Linked DNA regions of Sus scrofa: region 1 is linked to region 2. A link is a contact called in public Hi-C data. All regions are on one chromosome and are shown on one strand. The core of a region is the stretch at or near the end of the contact, and the rest is flanking DNA. Distances in the headings are between cores, read along the strand shown.

Region 1 (2,700 bases), core at 186-2,685, 180 kb before region 2:
GGATCCGGGTGTGCAGGGGCAGAGGCGCCCGGGACAGGTGTAGACGGCTGAGATCGGATGGTGACAGGGACCCCAAACCTGATCCCATGGTTGACGGGGGGCTTGCTATTATTCAGCACGGCAAGGAGAGGACTGAGAAGGAACTCGCTGCCTGCAAGGAGCCGAGGACAGAGGGGGCGAGGGGGCTGCGTCGGAGCCGCGGAGGCAGATGCAGCAAGCAGGGAGGGCTCGGCAAAGCACTCGGTGTGCGAGCCCAGAGCGGGCTGCTCAGGGAGAAAGGGAGCTCCCTGTTACAGGAGGCATCTGAGCAGAGAGAGGCAGGCCGGTTCTTGGCCGGGAGGCTGCAGTGCGGCTCCCTGCCCGGGCTGGCAGCCCGCACGTCTAGGCCTCGGAGAAGCTCCTACAGCCGCTAAGTCCCGAGCGGGGCTGGCCGCGGAGGAGGCAGGCTGGGGTCAGAGCAAGGATGCGCGGACTTCCCCCCCGTACCTTGCCCTGAGCCCAAGGCAAAGGCACGGAGATGGCCGGTGGAGCACTTCTGTCACAATGAGGCAGTGAGGGAGAGGAGCAGAGAATGGGGGTGAGTGCGGGGCCAGCGGGGGGAGGTGGGGGGCTGTCCTGCAGCCAACTCCCCATCTCAAGGGCCCGGCCACCTGGAGTGGCCAAGTGCCCGCCCCGGCTCCCAGGCCCAGGGATTCTGGCCTGGGTCCTCTCTGGGGCAACAGGCTGGTGCAGAGGGTGGGGGCAGCCTCCTCAGGCGGAGGGAGGGGGGAACAGAAAGAGGGGGGCGCCTGGTGAGTTGAGGGGCTGGCCGGCTCATGGGAAAAGCAAGGCCCTTTTCTGGAGGCTGGGCCGCAGCCACGATTTGTCCGGCCAATGGACAGTGACTCGGATGCCCTGGGGACTCCCGAAAGCCCCCTTGCCCAGTGACGGGGCCGAGGGGCCTGGGGGTTGATGAATGTGGTCCATGCCAGAGCAGGGCGCTGGCCCTCCGGGCCCATTCATGGGGGCTTGGTTCCCAGCAACTCTGGGTGGACAGGGCCTTTATCATGGGACCCACTAGACGAGGGTCTGGTCTGCAATTTCTAAAGGAGTTTGCTTGTCTTTGTTCCCAGCACAAGCATAGAGCGTGTGTGTGTGTGTGTACACGTGCGTGTGCCTGTGTGTGTGTGTGTGTGTAAGAGAAAGAGAGACAGCGACAGGCTAGCTGAGGGGCCAGCCTGGAGTCCTTGTCTAAAATGACCAGGCTGCCTGGCACTGCCTGGCCTTGCCTGGGGGGAAGGGCTGCACCTCCACCCTCCCGGGAGCAGAGAAAGCGAAGGGACCCGGGGACCGAGGGTCACAGCCCCTTGTCACTGCTGCCTGACTGGCCCGGCCCTGGCAGCCCCATCTGTCCGGCGCTGTCTGTCAGCCTCGGGGTCCCGACAGCTGCTCCAGCCCGCCGTGGGGGGGCAGCATGGTGTCGCAGGTGGAGAGCGCGCGCGGGCTCCCCGCAGACAGACAGACAGACGGGCCCGGACCCCCGGGTTCGAGAGCTGCCAGCAGCCCTGGGAGAAACCGTTTGCTCTCTCGGAGCCGCGGGAGAGTGTGTTGGTATGTTCCGTCGTTGCTGGTGTTTTAATCAATTAAAAGACTGCTTTGAAACTGCCGGTTTGAAAATGTTTGGTAAAGTATTTACAAGTGCGTCACGGCCTCTGCGGCGCGACACTGCGGGCAGGCGGGCGGGCGGGGCGGACGGGGATGCGCACAAGACATCACGCACTTCGAAATTTTCAAATAAGGGCTTCCGGTCCGGGCTCGCGGGAGAGGTTCGAGAGAGAGCTTTCATATGGATTTGCAAAGTCATCTCCCCAGATCTCTAACTGGGCAGAGGCCACAGAGCAGCCCCCGCCCCCGCCCCCCCCCCTCCCCGCAGAGGGCAGGCAGGCTGGAGAAGGGGGCTGCCACCAACCTGTCACCCCAGACCCAAACGGAGCCCGGCTCCCCCGCCGCCGCCGCCGCCCCGAGAAGTGTGTCTGCCCCCGCCCCCTCTTCGGGGTCAATAAACAGAAACTTTAGGAAGGAAGAGCCTTTGTGCCTGGTGGCCCTCGGAAGTGCACTTTTGTGTGAAAGGCAAGTCACGCTCCCCCAGGTAAGGTTGCACCGTGCACAAAACCTCATTTAGGCTGGGTCCGGCCCAGGGAGCAGTTTCTGTGAAATTTAGGAGAAGAAAATGGGTTTAGCCAGAAGTTTTTCCAGGAATGATTAACCTCTGGAGACTGGAACCACTGTTCCTTCCGAGCCCGCCCTTGCCAAAGTCTATAAAATACGAGCCTAAAAAATCTGCCTGAAGAGCAGCCTGACATGTCACACAGACTTCTAAAAATAAATAAATAAACCACTGCCAAAGTTGTTAGGAGAACCCCAGGAAAACCAGCGGGGGCAGCCCCTTGCCTGCCCCGCGCCTCCCCCGCCCCCCACCCCGCGACGGCGCGAAAATGGGGGGGGGAGGTGCTGGCACGGGGGCAAAGGGAGCAGAGCTGCGACTGCCCCCAGCCCCCAGCCAGCCTGTCCCTTTCCTGCTCAGCCGTGTTGTTTCCCCCTGTGGGTCTTTCTGCCTCTGTTCCCACAGGGAGGGCTGAGCACTCGGGGGCCGGATGAGATGGAAGAGGCGGCTGCTTTTGCTGGGTACTGAGTGCCAGCTGCCGCCCAGGGGGATGTCAC
Region 2 (2,700 bases), core at 33-2,532:
GGGTGTTGTGGCCATGGCTGCACCTCCGCCCAGGCCTCAGTTTCACCCTCTGTAGTGGGGGTAGGGGGGCGGGGGGGGTTACGACCGTCCCAATCCTGGTCCCCGTGCCTGTCCCACAGTGTAGCCCCCCCTGTCATTGTTCGCTTAAGGCAAACCAGGCGCAGTAGTGGGGTCCTTCCCTCCCGCTCCCCTCCCGGGGGCCAGCCTTCCTGTCCCGACGGCTCTGCCACACTGACCATCCCTGGCTTCCTTCTGCCAACACGCCCACGAGATCCCACCTCTGGGCCCCCGTTCGAGCTGTTCCCTCCACCTGAGGACCCGTCCTCACTATCAAAACCCAAGCCCCTCTTGCAGGGGGCCAGTCTGGGGGAGATGAAACACAGCACAAATGCCAGGCTGACCATCTCTCCGTGGGTCCCTGAGGAAGGGGAGCCCAGCAGGTTCACCCACAAAGCAGCGACTCTGGGCCCCCCAAAAACACACCTGTCAAATCTGTGCCTTCTTCTGGGGTCCCCAGAGTGGCTGACCAAGCAGCGCCAATACAGATCTCAGCTAGGTGTGGCCTGGCAGCCCCGGGCATCGAGCTAGGGAAGCTGGGGTTTTGTACGGGGGGGTGGGGCTGTGGCGAAGAACACAGATGGACAGACAGCCTGACAGCCTGCGACCCAGGCGAGCCGCGTACACCCCCTGAGCCACAGAGTCCTGACCAGCAAGGTGGAGGCATTACTCACAGCCATGTCCTAGGTGTTCTGTGCCCCAAGTCAGCACCCAGGGGTAGCTGGCAGCCAGTGGTGCCCAGAAAAGGAGGACCGGAGGGCACAGCTGACCGGGGTCCCCAGCAGGGCCCAGCCCTGAGCTGGATGGGGACCCCCTCCCACCCGCAGAGCTGCGAGAGTGCCGAGGTGGCCCGGGCAGGCCAGAGAGCCCTTGGCAGCTTCCCAGTGGATGTGACCTTGGGGATGGGCCTTGAAGGGTACAAAGGAATTGCCAGATGCAGGGGACAGGGAGGCCTCCCCAGCAGCGGGACAAGCTTGAGCCAGGGAAGGCCAGGGTGCCGACGTGCCTGGCTATTTTGGGAGCCTTGTCCATCAGAGACCCGGCTGAGGGAGGGGAGCAGCTGTGCCTGAGACTGAAGGTCAGAGGGGCTGCTCGGCTGGGGTCCCGAATGCCAGGCCACTGGGCAGTGTCGAGGGGGAGCCTCGGACAGGCTCTGAGAGGTGGAAGGACAAGGTCACAGCTTTAAAGCTCCAGCAGTCACTAGGCCACCATGAGGCGAGAAAGAGCGGGGACAGCGGGGACAGCAGCGAGGCCTCTGCTAGGCCTGTCTGGGAAGCGAGGAAGCCAGGCGTGGGACGGGGCCTGGGGACCGGGAGGCAGGCCCCCAGAATTAGCAGTTGGAATTCTTTCGTGCACCTCGCCCCCGACTCCCGCTCCCTCGCAGGGCAGGGCCCCCACCCCAGAGGCCTTGGCTCCCACCACCCTGCTTTCCACCCAATAAAGGCCACACCTCACTGGGATCCAGGAGGTGATGAGGGCCTGGAAGTTTCCAGAAGGCCTGGCTCTCCCCTGCCGCCCCGTGCATGTCTAGGTGGCTACTTCCCTGGCCCCGGACGTCCCCTTAAAGGTCGGGACAGGTGGCCCTGCCCCAGCCACCACCCCGCGCTCGGCGAGCCCGCGGCGCCCCCTGCCGGCGCCAGCTGGAGGAGGAGGGGCCTGGGGCCAGGGGGACACTGCCTTCTCTCTGATGGTCGCCAGGCTTCCCTCGCTGGTGTGTGCCTGTTTCTTAAAAGGATGGTACCTGTGGCAAAAAGATAAGGGGAAGCCGTTATTAATGAGAACAGGTGAGGGGAAGGTATTCATTATCGTTTGCCGCCTAATGAAGCCTGTTGAAGGCTCTCTCCCGAGTGATGAATCCTCCCAGGCCGGAGCTCTCCCAGCCACGGAGCCACAGGCGTGTCATAACTCATGTCACGGGCGTCACACAGCTTCTCTCGGATTTCCTCAATGCAGCCCGCTCGGGAGGCTGAGCGCAGGCCGCTGATAACAAATTTTGGAAACACCGAATTTCACACCTCATTGCGTGAGCATTAAGAGGACAATGCTTTGGATTCTTCCGTTGCCCATCCCTGGCTGCCAAGGTGGGGGTGGAAGCAGTGGAGGCCGGGGGCGGAGGGGTGGGGGGCAGGGGCCTGCGGAGGTGGAAGGGGGAGGCTCCTCTGGGCCCCAGTGGTCGCCAGGGGTGGGATTGGAGGGAATGGAGCTGGCCCGGGGTGACCCCGAGCCCCAGGACAGGAACAGTGACGATGAGGCCAGAGGTCTTTGTCTCATCAGTGCTGGAGTGTGGTGACTGTGTGCAGCGGGAAGTCGCCCGGGGGCCCCGTGGAGCTGTTCTGCCCCTGCCGGGCCCCCGTGGAGGCCCAGGCCTGCAGTCACTGCTCCTGACGTCCGTTCCCAGCAAGCTCAGCCAGGTGGCTGGATGTTCTCACCCCTCCAGGGAGCGCACACAGACAGCTGCGTTAGACAAAATCCAGACTGCGGGGCCTGGTCAATAAAACTTCCCATCAGGCCGCGCAAAGCCCCGCCAAACAGTTCCCTTGGCGTCCTGATGGCCCAAGGTCTGGCCACCCTGGCTGGAGGGCGCATGGGGGGGCTCCCCAGCCGGTCCCAGATGCACCCTGATGTGTGGGACAGGGGTGGAGG

The links. Hi-C and Micro-C count contacts between places; a contact is called where the count stands out from the background.
Region 1: a Hi-C map of fetal skeletal muscle shows a contact between it and region 2, with 2.7 times the contacts expected there. The contact joins two enhancer-like sites. A contact is called at or near these places in 1 of 47 Hi-C or Micro-C datasets (fetal skeletal muscle) and 1 of 2 datasets of contacts at active chromatin or transcription factors (skeletal muscle).

The regions. Positions count from the first base shown.
Region 1 is chr7:121,725,911-121,728,610 of Sscrofa11.1, reverse strand. The region is part of intron 6 of LOC106504559 (a long non-coding RNA gene); the gene reads right to left. Among named protein-coding and RNA genes, the nearest start is that of RTL1, 16 kb to the right of the region's middle. Within about 2 kb of position 1,435, at least 12 of the 83 cell types and tissues checked have an H3K27ac peak or open chromatin away from gene starts, as enhancers often do. A contact at or near this core is called in fetal skeletal muscle and skeletal muscle, where this site is marked.
Region 2 is chr7:121,548,388-121,551,087 of Sscrofa11.1, reverse strand. No RefSeq gene overlaps it. Among named protein-coding and RNA genes, the nearest start is that of DLK1, 16 kb to the left of the region's middle. Within about 2 kb of position 1,282, at least 6 of the 83 cell types and tissues checked have an H3K27ac peak or open chromatin away from gene starts, as enhancers often do. A contact at or near this core is called in fetal skeletal muscle and skeletal muscle, where this site is marked.